2 separate regions of the Manis pentadactyla genome follow, and region 1 is linked to region 2. The links are chromatin contacts, called in public Hi-C maps. All regions are on one chromosome and are shown on one strand. Each heading gives the region's core, a stretch centred on a gene start, on an enhancer-like site or on the middle of the called end of the contact. The rest is flanking DNA. Distances are from core to core; before and after follow the strand shown. Region 1 holds the start of SMC3 (structural maintenance of chromosomes 3). Region 2 holds the start of SMNDC1 (survival motor neuron domain containing 1).

Region 1 (6,518 bases), core at 97-2,596, 180 kb after region 2:
CAATTGTTTTATGATGCATTTCCAAGTAAGTTGCAGACATCAGTAGACTTCCCCTAAATACATAAATATAAACAATCACCTTTTTGTATTTTAGGGTTTTTTTATCTTTAGTTTTTCTGCCTGTATGAATTATATAAACTAACTGAACAAGATTCATTATGGAAAAATCTAAGTGAAACTGTGAAGACCATCATAAATGTTTTGATGACCATGCTTTTATCTATATACCTATGTAATTTAATTTAGGTATATAGGATAATCTTATATACTTAATTCTAAATATGAAGTGGTCTTACTACTCTCATTTTACAGGCTAGGAAATAGAAGCTTAAAACTTTAAATATTAATATGCCTATAATCCCACAGTTAGAAATTGACAGTGTTAGAGATGCAAATCCCAGAAAAATGCTTTAAGATTTTTTTCTTTTAATCAAAGGCTGGATAGGATTTGATCTGGGCTTGATAAAGGACGCTGTCAGCACTAAGGGATGGTGACAACGATGAAACTGGGAGGCTATTAAAAATAGTTCAATACGGCTGGACTGCCCCAGGCAATTGGAGGACCGACAGACGGGAGAGGCTACTGACAATCAGGTGCAGGTGCCAAGAGATCCAATTTCTAACCATGCTTTCCCCCTAAGACTGAGAAAGATCAGATGCTCAGGTCTGCCACTACCTTTAAGGGTGCTAAAAAAAACAAAAAACAAAACTATTATTCTTATTAAATCTCTTCTGTTACAATTGTCCAAGCCTGCCTACATTAATAGAAAAATAGGGCAGTAGCAGCCCCTGGGGTATTAATTATCACATTATTAAAACAATTTTTCGAGCGTCAAGTCCCTTCGCGGCTGTCCTGAGAGGGGGCAGTGAGGAGCCAGTGGGGGCCATTCTAAGTATAAATGTTCCAGAGCGAGAGAAAAATAGAACCGCGGGGATTCCGCACACCGAACTCCGGCTGCCGCCACCGTTCCGCGGGTGCAGAGGCAGGCACCGCCCGCCTGCGGGTCTGCATATTTAAACAACCCGAGACCACGTGACCACTTGCCCTCAGAGCTACTGGGCCTCCGACTGTCGTACTCGGCTTTGGCGCCTAACCTTTCCCCCCCTGTGGACGCAACCATTGGCTCAGCACTCGGAAAATAGACGGACCAATCTCACGATCAAGGCTTTTCCGAAGGAAGCTTCCGACTAATTTCAAGAAAGTTCAGCTACAAATTGAAGACTCAAATGAAATCTACCTAAGGATAATGTAGAAGACTCCTTTTTCCGAAAAACAACAGCAGACCTGACCTGGACCTCCCCTACGCTCTCTGGGGGCCGCGAGGGTGGTTCCGTCCGAGGCACTGACTCCGCCTCCACGGGCGCCGCCATTTTGTTTGGCTGGAGGGGAGCCGGGCGCTCTGGGGGAGGGGTCTCGTAGGCCTCTCACCTGGCCTCGCGGCAGAGCTGGTTCTTCTGGAGCTGGGGGCGGTTGTCTCCTCCGCAAGGGGCGCGGAGCCATGTACATAAAGCAGGTAAGGCCTATGCGTTCCTCCCGCCCGTCGCGGGCCAGAGAAGACCGCTCCCTGAGGCAGGGGTTTCGCTGCGCGACCCGCGGCCTCTCACCGCCGCGCTCGGGGGACCCGGGGCAGGAGGGGCTGGCGGGTGCGGGACACCCCGTCCCGTGAGCGCGGAGAATTGCGGCGCGCCTCTGCAGCCCGGGCTCCCCGCAGGGCGCTGGCCTGAGGGAGGCTGCAGCCCGGAGAGGTGCGGAGGGCCGAGGCGGGCCTTTGGGAGGGAGGGACCCGGGGGCCCGGGGCCCCTGGTGACACAGCGGGGGTGGCAGCGCCGGGCAGCCGCGTTGTCCTGCGGCCATGGCCCCGCGCGGGCTTTTGCTTGGGCTGTGTGGAGGGGAGGTGTCCCCGGCCTGGGGGCGCAGGCTGGTGTGTCTGCTTCACCAGGGTCTCTCTGCCGCAGTTCCCGGAGAAGCAAAGGGACCTTCCCTTCTTGCAGAATGTGTAGCGCCTCCTCATTTAGTTTACTTCTGTCAAAATGGTCTTCCCGCGCAAGAGTCCATCACAAAGAAGAGCCCATTCAGACTCTTTCGGAAATTTCTTTCTTGGAATATGTTGGACTCCCGCTCCTTTATTGGAACGTGGACCCTCTTTGGCTGGCCTGTGTGTCAGGAAAGCTGGGGCCATCCTACCACTTGATACACTTTTACTGTAACACTGGGATGGTTAGTGTTCCAATGAAACTTAGGCGGTGGACTTGAGAGTCCTGAACAGGTTCCTAAAAATGAGCACTGGCAATGGTTACTGGTAAACGGACTGTTTTTGGATTTTTAATCCACACTTGCCAAAATGACTTTTTCAAAATGAAATGGAACGTTTTCTATCTTGCATTAAATGAGAAATCAGAAAGGGAAGTGCAAAAGAAAAATGTTAGTTTAGAAGTTACTTCTTTTTGTGTATGTTCTGAGAGAAATCTCTTTTACTAGGTTATTATCCAGGGTTTTCGAAGTTACAGAGATCAAACAATTGTAGATCCCTTCAGTTCAAAACACAATGTTATTGGTAAGTGTTAATGATTGACAAGATGAGATTTATTTTTCGGTGGCTTCTTAAATTCGGTCTATACGTAGGCTTAATGGAGACAAGAATTGTCTTTGAATATTTCATGAATATATTTATATATTTTTCTGTATGAAATAATTTCTGTGTCTTGGCACTGATGAGTTATTTAATATGTTTAAAATACTTGGATAAGATAATCATAACTTACTCATTTTTATTTGGTTAGCCTTGTGTGAAAGTTTTAGTGACTTTAAAGTAACAGTTTTAACATTTGAGCTATTCTGTTCATGATATGTCACTTAATCAAAATGCCGACTATTGCCTTATTTCAAAGGTGACCTTTGTTTTCTTTTTTTCCCAAATTAGATTGTTGTCAGCTTTTTTTTTCTTGTTTCAACATAACGACCGACCACACTTGTGGGGAGAGTTTTAAACTTGGGAAAGTAACAGGACAGGGTCCAAGTCCTAGTTCTGGCCTGTACTCTTTTTCAAGCTTTACTCACCAAGGGGCTTCAGTTTTCTTCCAGTTTTTTGTTAAGTGAGGACAATGACTCTTGTCTCACTGGGAAGATTAAATGAAAAAGTGTATGTGAGGATAAAGGGCTAGTGGCGGTTGCTGTACCATATGTAATTAGTCTATAGAATCTTCAGATGGTAATGACAGTTTTGCTGATACAGCGAGCAAGTGTTCTCTGATGTTCTGAATTTTTAAAGAATAGAGAAAGGAGTGCTTTTGGACACCAAAAAAAGTACTGAATGCTATTAACACAGCTACACGGCTGCTATCCATTGTCCTCACAGGGTATATTGGTATTAGTGTGCTAGGTCTGCCATAACAAAATACAGACTGGTTGGCTTAAACAAGAGAAATTTATTTTCTCCTTGTTCTGGAGGCTAAGGTCCATGATCTGGGTGCCAGCATGGTCAGTTCTGGAGGCCACCATCTCTATCACAAGACATCTTTGTTTGATCTCTTTCCCTCCCCTTCTTCCTCTGTCCATCTTCCTCTTCTGTGAGAGCACTAATCCTATCATGAAGGACCCAGCCTCATGACCTCATCCTAATTACCTCCCAAAGGCCACCATCTCCAACCACATACCATTACATTGGGGGTTAAGGTTTCACCATATGAAGGCTTCAAAACAAATTAAGTCCATGGTGTGGGGTGAACTGAGATTCATTATAGGAATCAGTGAAGGGCAAATACCAAATGCTGATGTTCCCAGGGAACCTTGGATAATCATACTTTATTTTGAAATAAATAATACATTTTTCAAATTGAGGGCAAGGAAAAAAACCTGGTCTTGATACATCAATTACAGCTTTGTTGGGAATAAAGAAAACATACATTTTTCCTCATGTACCCATTGAAGAGTCATTAATTGATGTGCATAAGAGTAGCCTGATTGTACTGGGGTTTTAGTTATGTTTTGATGACAAGTGTCTTCTGATTGTCATCAACAGAAAATCGAAAATCTTTAGAAATTGAAGAAAATGAATACTAGATTTTAGTTTTTTAAATTACAAGTTATAAGTAGATAACTTAGAGAAATAATTATGTCAATTATGTAATTTTGTCAGTGAGCTGTAAAATGACCATTATTACCTAGGATGATTAAATTTTGTCTGTATGATCAAGTATTTGTTTTAGTTATTATCAGACACCTATTTTACCAATTTGGTTACATTAGGATTTTTAATAGTGTAGTTACAAATGAAATTGTCTGAATGTTTTTCCTTTTTTGTTGTTGTTGAGAAACCTAGTATTAACTTACTGGTTAAACATGTTTAAAACCCTAATAATATAAGAAAGACCAAATGTAGTATAGACAGATTGATCCTAAAAATATTCTGTGAAAGCAAAGCAGTTTGATTCCTTAGTGATTTTGCCCCTTTTAAAAAAATTTGAGGGCAAATATCTCTTCTGCGTATGTATAATGTTTGAATGTACCAACACATACCTGTTTACAATTACCTTTTTTCTATTTTTTTAATAAATGAAACATGTTAATTAAAGAACATTGTGGAAGAGTATACAAACTAAAAGAAAAAAAGGAAACTAATCCTTCTACCCAGAGATAGCCATTCTTAATTATTAGAATTATTACATCAGGTTATAATGTAACACTTAATGTAATAAGTATTAAGTATTATCATCACTAGTTTCCTAGAAAGCAGAGTCCAAGGCCCAGTTAGCTACTAAGGCTTTAATGGGAGGGTGCTGTCTGAGGGTAAGAGTAAGGGGGAGAGCTTTGTAAAGAAGACACAACTTGTTTGTGGTCACATTGAATAACTTCCAGACAGACTTTGTGAACCCATCATGCCTTGGACAGGTCATATGGGAGAAAAATGGAGTTTTTTTCTGCTGGATCCTGTCTCTTACTGGTCAAAGTTTACCACACAGGCCATTAATTTCCCCGTGCTTTTAGATGGTGTTATTCTGGGGACAGACCCCCTTGAGGTATTTGGGGAACTATCACCTTTGGCTTTTCACTCTGACCTGAATGTGAATGCGTCCCCAGGGTAGGCTGAAACAATCTGAGATGCTAGGATACTGAGCCTCTCCATACAGATGAATCTGGGGGCACATATAAGCTGGTTCTACCTCAGTAGCATTCTAGTCTTGATGTATATCTACATAGGTATGCCTTTTTAAAAATGGGCTTGTAGTGTAATCTTGTAGTTGGTTATTGGCTGTCCTCCTCTAGAATAAATCTTGAATATCTTTCCTTCTTAAATATTCAGTACCTTTTAAATTCTCTCTGGTATTCCACTCTAGGTAGGAGTATTAAAGGGGAATTAAAAATTTTTTTCAGTTATTTATTTATGAATGGAGTATTGCTTAAACTATGTAGTTTTTTTCATGATAAATTACCTTTTAAATTTTTATTTAGAGATAATTCAAATTTACAGAAAAATTGCATGAATAAGAGCAGTACAGAGAATACTCTTATGTCCTGTATCCAAATTTTTGGTAACATTTTCCTCACTTCTATCATTTGCACTCACGCTCATACTTTTTTTTCATACTTTTTTGAGTAAGTTATGTCCATCATGGTCCTTTATTGTTGACTTCAGTATGTACTCTCTAAGAATAGGGACATTCTCTTACATAATCACAGTACAGTTATCAATTTGAGTGAATTTAACATTAATACAGAAGTCTGTTCATTTTTCAGTTATGTTGATTGATCAAGAAATGTTCTTTATAACATTTTTCCCCTTCCAGTACAGGAATTATTTAGGATCAGGTATTGGATTTAGTTGTTATGTATCTAGTCTCTTTAATCTGGATTATTTCCACAACCTTTATCTTTTATAATGTTTTTGAAAAATATACATAAGTGATATGTCCTCAGGATATTACATCTGGAGGCGCATGATGTCTGTCAACCTCTAATTGAGGAAGTTACTTTTGATCACCCATTCAAAGTGGTGTCTAATTTTTCCACTGCATAGTTAGTATTATTTTCCTTTGCAACTAATAAATAATATAGAGATGGGGAGACACTTGTGGACCATGTGAATATTGTGCTTTGCCCCTAGAATTTCCCCCTAAATTTAGCCTCCATTGATAATTCTTGCCTGAATTCTGATGGTTGCAAAATGATAGTTTTCCACTTCTAGCACTTCTTTCACATTTATGTCTTGATATTCTAATGTAAGCAAGAGTCTTTGCTCAGCTATTTTTTTGTTGTTGTTGTTATCCCTATGGACTCATAGGTTATTCCCTCCAGCACGTTTATAATTCATCTGATTATTTTTGGTGCTAATTAAATTGTCCTAGATTTAGCCAGTGGAAACCTCTTTCAGGCTACCTTCTGTGTCTGTTATATGCCTTTTTTTTTAAATCACTTCATTAATTTTTTATATAACATAAATGACCTCTTTAGGATTTGCTTTGTGTTAAAAGTGATAACTTTGGGACTATTATGTTCAAGATACTTTGGGCAGGATGAGAAA
Region 2 (6,791 bases), core at 451-2,950:
AGAACAATGCTTCACTCATTTTAATGTATGCAAACTGAGGAATCAACCCTACTTTTATAAGCCAAGTATGCTTATGTACATATACCCATGTACACACAAACACAAGGTGGAGGTGGGGGGGGGGACACCCCCTCCAAAGGGTGCTTTGGATTTTAGTAAATAATTTGAAAAATACAGAAACACTTCTTCCAAGCAATGTAACTATGTTTCCTCATACTTACTTGCAAATCTTTCTTTAATTTTAGTAAATCTTCATTTTCTCCATTTCCAGACAATGCAGCTTCAACCTGTTGGAGTTGAGCTTTGTAGCTTGCCAGCTGCTTTGCTAGGTCTTCTGACATCTGGGGAAAATAAAAAGGGCACGACCATGAAAACTGAACCAGAAGCAAACCATAAAAAATAATTTCTCTGCTGAATTAATTAACAATCACCAACTCCTTATTTGTAACTCATTGCAGCTTTAGTTATCACCACTACCTTTACACATAGCTCAGAGAAAAGCTGTGAGCCAAACCACAAACTGCAAGGCAAAGTATTCTGAAGATTATAAACGTCAGATAAATTTCATACAGAAACAGAAAACAAAAGATAAGAGGGAAAAGGAGACTCTAATTTTAAACTCCTGTAACAGGAAGGTACTGTATTCGCCTCAATTAACAGGGCGGTTGTTAGCTTCACCAAAATACACACATACACACACAAAACACTAAGCTGTTTGTTGGAAGGGTCGAGGAAAAAATTTTAGGCACTAAAGAATACTTCCAAAACCAAATTGCCTGTGGATTTGCTACACAAACAAACATCTCTTTACGTCAGCTATTCGATTAATAACGTATTTAGAAGCTCTGCTCCAGAGCAAAAATCTTTCACCCAGCCACTTAACTAGTGCCGATGCACTTAACATATTAAGTAAAAGAAACGGCACAAATCCCATTTAGGCACTCTAAGGAACGTGCCTTTCACCCAGTCTGGCTCATTCTTCACCCTAAAATAAGATACGAGAGGATCCTCTCTCGATTTATAAGCCAACGCGGGGCTTCCGAGGTCCCTTCTCTGTCTTACAATTACCATCCAAAGACACCCTGGAATCTGGAAGGACTCCAAATAGGTTAGGGAAAGCCGGGCGGCTCTCCTCCCAGGCACCCAACCTCAAAGCCCTCTACGGCTTGGCCGATCATTCCAGACCTCGGAAATCAAGTATCAGCTTCCAGGGAAACCGAGAACCGAACGGATCTGACCCCAGCGGCGCTGAAGCCCCACCCGCCCGAAGAGGCTCCGTAGGGAGCGGCCGAGGGCGTCCCTAAGAGACTTCCCGCGCCCCAACCCCACCCTGTTCCCCGGGTTACTGGCGTTCGTCGCCACGGCACGGAAAGCCTCCGCCGGTGCGCGGCCGCTCCGGGCCCACCTGGGTGGGAGAGGAGGCCGGGGCTCCTAACACTCCAGCGGCGCCCAGGCCTCTCGAGCGCGGCCGCCGCCTCGGCCTCAGGCCTCCGCTCCCACTTACGAGAGGCCGAGGCCCGGCGCGGCCTGACTCCCAAACCAAGCTTGTTACCTTGTGTGGGGTTAGGGACGGGGCGGCGGGAAGGGGTCGGGGCAAACGATCCCAGTGGTGTTCGTGGCGGCTGGTGCCGCAGCAGGAAAAATCTCGGCGGCGACAAGGACAACTCCGTCCGAAAAGGAAGAATTGGGTCGGCGGTGAGGGGGAAGGGTGGAAAGCCGGACGCTGGAAAAGGAAGACTTAAGTGAGTCAAATCTCGCGAGAAAGCTCAAAACCCTCGCGATACTTCGCTGGACTCGCGTGATTCCTAGGCCTCTCTAGGCTGCAGTACTTTACTCGCGTTAGGGACGCCGAGTGGGCGGGTTTTAGTAGGAAGGAAGACGCGTGACTGGGCTTCTCCTGCCGCCGGTTGTGAGTTCGTCTCGACTCAGTTCCGGTTCGGAGTGGGGCGCCTTTGGGTTGTTTCAGGGGGTGGTGCTGTCAGGAGTTTCCTGAGGTTTCCAGCGGGAAATGGCGTGTGCCTGCTTAGGCCAGATGTGTGGAGAGGTAGGAGGAACGGAGCTTTTATACTAGTGTTTGGTTGTCAAAGTGCGGTCCCTGTCCTAGTAGCAATGCAAATTGTCAACACCCACCTCGGGGGGATTGATTTATTTAAAACGTACTTTCGTTAGAACCTGTTTGGTTTAAATTATTTACATAGGTTAATCTCGCCTGATGGGTAGCAATCTCCAAGTCACAGTCTTGAATGATAAGCGGAGTGAATACTTCCGTTTATGTTTAAAGAGAAATGTGCATTATGTTTGTAATAAAATATCTATTTCTGGACGGATACGTGAATCTATCTGGAGATTTGGAGGGGAGGCCAAATGTTTTCACTGATTACCTTTCACTGATTATTCTTTACATTATATATATATATTTTTAACAATTAAAAACATTAGCTGGAAAAGATAAAATCCTGAGACACAGACTATACGAATGCCAGGAAGAACCTTCCCTGAGGGACTGGAGTCTTGCTGGACCCTTAACGAAGGCCCGCCTCTCAGGCTAAGTGTTGGACTGTGACATCTTGCTTTAGTGCGATCTCGCTTTTTTTTTTAAGGGGCCCTCCCATTTCTTATCTCTATATACATACGTATCTCTCATACAGAGTCAGATAACCTATAGAGATAGAAACTAGACCAAAGTTACGATGACTGGGGTGGCAGTCCATTTGTAAGAATTGAAAATTCTTAACTGCAGAGGGCAGCATTGTTTAGCTAGAGTTAAGAGGGAAGATAAACCAGAAAGGATACTTTTCCTTAATGTAGTAGACGTTTGTTCAAATACAACGTAGTTTTTCACAACTGCTCCTACTCTAATTGTGTATTGTAAAGAACTAATGCCTGAAGGATCTTCCTCAAATATAAGATAAATTATATAGTTGTTGTAAAAATCTCTCAAATAAGAACTCTTCACAAACCCCCTAGATCAGAAAATAGGAAAACATTTATTATAAGCTCCAGTATAGATTGCTGTAACATCTTGATAGCTTTTGTTTAAAGGATTGCTTTTAATCTCTCCCTCTGTGCATATAGATTATATTTGGAAAGAAAAGCTATACTGAATTTTAGTTCTCACAAAAAGGTAACAGTTTTATGTACCAAACACCATTCTAAGCACTTTACATGTATTTATTTTATTTTCACAATGATTCTGTGTACTATTAAAGACAAAACTGGAGCAAGTACAAGTTTTCACTAAGAGTGATACTTCAAATAGGCATTCTGAATTACCACCTCCTTTGAAGTATCAAAATCTACTTTCAATGTCTGATTTTTCTTAAAATATCCTCAAATTGAATCATGTTTATTCTTCCAAAAACATATCTAAAATCTCTAGTTCTTTAAAACTGGTATCTATTTTACTGAAACCCAGTAAGCAAATAAATTTAAAGACTCCAAACTGTCATCAGAATATATGGTTTTACCTTTCACTACTAAAGAAAGTTGAAGTAAAGAAGCTGCCTTTGGAAATGTGCCGATCCACTGCAGAGCAGTATGCAATAAACTAATGCATGTTAGTTAAATGGGAGATTGCATTCTTTAGCTTAGCTTTTGTTGTATCCTTTTCTAAGTAAAAGTGGCCCCAGATTTGCCCACATATTTTGCTATCTTGACAGATGCCTAAGGTGATGAATTAAGAGATGTGTCCATAGTCATAGTAACTGCTTCTGTCGTTTGCACTCTTCAATCATAATAGGTATCTTGAATGTTTGCACGGAGATTTGTTGCAGGACAAGCTACTGGCCTTTTGGATATATTGAATGTTTTGGGGGTACAGTGTATTGAAACCATATTATGGGGTGACTCTCCAGTGGCATCATCCACTTAAGATTGACAGAAAAAAAATTTTAAATGGATGCTGACCAATGCAGGTGCTCATCAATCATAGCAATCCTGATTTGTTCACTTAACTCTGCATTGCCTTGCTAATATTAAGATATGCATTTTCAGCTATTCTGTATTTTACTTGTACCAATAAAGAACAGAAAACTACCACTGTAGCAATAAAGAACTGAAAACATGCCACTAAAAACAGAAAACAAGAATTTATTTAGTTTGAGAAAGATTATAGCCTAAAACTTTATAAGAATCAGAAATGGCAGAGTCATTCTCTAGGCCTATTTGAAAGTGGTGTTTCATAGCACTCTTACATAATTCTTAGTAGGATATATTCTGAGGACAAAAGAACAACAAAAAAAAATCTCAAACATTATAGAATTATTGCTAATAGTACTTACTATTGGTGATATAATTTTGAAACATGTTTACTAGAGGTAAAATGAATAATATATTTATGTTAGTTAAATATATTATTTAGTTAAACATGTTGTATTTAGGTTAGTTAGAACTCTAAGAGGAAAGAAATAAAAATATGAGATAAAAGAAGTTTGGAAATTAAAAAAAAAGCCCTCTGATGTTAAATTTGAATTAGAATTGTTTATATATATATATATATATTTCTTAGAAAATGTTACCCCAATGGATACTATTCCCCACAAAAGAAATAGCATTTCTTAGAGATATGGTTGTTTTGGGGGGGTGAGGCCCAGAAAGTATAAAAGTACAAAGGTGAACCTGGAACATCTTGCCAGAAAGCAAGACAGTACCCCACAGCTAATAAGATCAAATCAAAAGCTCATAGAACCCAGCTTGAGGGGACTCTATTGGCCAAATGTGAGTCAATTTGGGCACTAAAAAGAATAATGACTGTGACAGATTATCAAAGCATTGATACATTCTTTTTAAATCCCTAATTCCATAGTCACAAAATCAAGAGTAGTAGGGGAAGGGATTTTTTTCCTTATAGAGGAATGCCAGCCAATAAATATAGCTGGAATGATAGAATTGGCGAAATTACCATGTGTCAGCTCAGGCAAAGATCATCAGTAGAAGCTAAAACCCACCTTGTAAAAGGAGGTAAGAGAAAGGGGGATGTACAGTGTCAGAGTCTCACTCCATAGATTACTTAATAATTACAAGGGGAAAGTATGCCTTATAATGAACAGATTTAGCAGTGCCAACTTAACCTAGTGATCACATTTAGTACCACTTAAGCCTAACTTACAGTCCTCTGGACTTGGTGCAACATTAAGTAACAGTACACCTATGAAAGAACCTTGCCCAAAATGCTTAACTTGAATATAATCAAGCCTTTTGACCCAACTTCCAGTTTGCAGGTAATACAGGGATAGAGGAACAAGTTAAATGACCCTGAGGGAAGAATAAGCAGATCCAGAATGTGGGACATTGATTTTAAAAATTGGCCTAAATTCTTCAGAAGGTCAGTGTCATTAAAAAAGAGTGGGGGACTGTTGTAAATTAAGAGACAAAAGACATAATAATTAAATATAGTGAGTAGATCTTGGTTGGGTCTTTGTTTGGAAAAATAAAGCTAAAGAAAAATGTGAGGACATTTGGAAAATTTGAATAGGGACTGGATATTATATGATACCGGATTGTTAATTCTATTAGGTATGGAATTTGCTGAGGTACCTAGGAGAATGTCCTATTCAGGTATTTAGGGATGAAGTACCAGAACGTCTATAACTTACATTCAAATGGTTCAACCAAGAAAATTATAGAAAATTTTATAAAATTCATGTGTGTGCAGGTACATGTATGTGTGTATGAACACACACACAATAATCCCTGTTTATCCATAGGGGATGTGTTCCCAGACCCCCACTGGATGCCTGAAGCCACAGATAGTACTGAGTCCTGTATGTACTGCACTGTATTTTTTCCTATATATACATACCTATGATAAAGTTTAATTTATAAATTAGGCACATTTGCTCAGTGAAATAAGCCAGGCGGAGAAAGACAAATATCAAATGATTTCACTCATCTGTGGAGTAAAGAACAAAGCAAAAACTGGAAGAACAAAACAGCAGCAGGCTCACAGAACCCAAGAATGGACTAACAGTTACCAAAGGGAAAGGGCCTGGGGAGGATGGGTGGGAAGGGAGGGATAAGGGGGGAAAGGGGGCATTACGATTAACACACATGATGTAGGGGGCGGGTGATGGCACGGGGTAGGTGGTATAACACAGAGAAGACAAGTAGTGACTCTAGGGCATCTTACTATGCTGATGGACAGTGACTGTAGTGGGGTATGTGGTGGGGACTTGATAATGGGGGGAGTCTAGTAACCACAATGTTCATCTAAGTGTATATTAATGATACCAAAATAAAAATAAATAAATAAATAAATAAGGCACAGTAAGAGATTACCAACTGATAATATAGAACAATTACAACAATATTCTGTAATAAATGTTATGTGCATGTCTTCTCTCTTTCTCAAAATACACTGTAGGCATCCTTCTTGGGATGATGTGACATTATAAAATACCAATGTGATAAGGTGAAGTGAGGTGAATGACATAGGCACTGTGAGGTAGCCTAAGGCTACTGCTGACCTTCTGACCTACCACAGTCAGGAGAAGGAGCGTCTGTCTCCAGACCTCTGCTGACCTTGGGTAACAGCTACTGCAGAAGGGAGGGGATGGAGCCGTATGTGTATATATGTGTGAAGACAGTCTACATCTGTATGGAGAGACAAAGAATCAAAACGTGGCAAAATGCTAAGCCATTGTGGAGAATAGATGTCTTCACCATCCTAGCTTTATAACCTTCCTGTATGTTTCAAATTTTTCAAAATAAAAAGTTGGAGGAAAGTGTTCATAGACTAATCAGAATAGCTTTGGGGGGTGTTGTGTGTGTTTGGGGAATGGTGGGGGAAAGCA

The links. Hi-C and Micro-C count contacts between places; a contact is called where the count stands out from the background.
Region 1: a contact with region 2 is called in a Hi-C map of fibroblasts, with 11 times the contacts expected there. The contact joins the promoter of SMC3 here to the promoter of SMNDC1 in region 2. A contact is called at or near these places in 3 of 3 Hi-C or Micro-C datasets (blood, fibroblasts and skin fibroblasts).

Annotation. Positions count from the first base shown.
Region 1 is chr8:121,810,244-121,816,761 of mManPen7.hap1, forward strand. SMC3 (structural maintenance of chromosomes 3) reads left to right here and starts at 1,347. Exons shown (of 29, transcript XM_057506313.1): 1 at 1,347-1,514; 2 at 2,480-2,555. The coding sequence starts at 1,500.
Region 2 is chr8:121,627,035-121,633,825 of mManPen7.hap1, forward strand. It overlaps SMNDC1 (survival motor neuron domain containing 1), which reads right to left and starts at 1,701. Exons shown (of 6, transcript XM_036899014.2): 1 at 1,553-1,701; 2 at 222-341. The coding sequence starts at 341. LOC118919067 reads left to right here and starts at 368. Exons shown (of 4, transcript XM_057505390.1): 1 at 368-385; 2 at 1,282-1,742. The coding sequence starts at 368.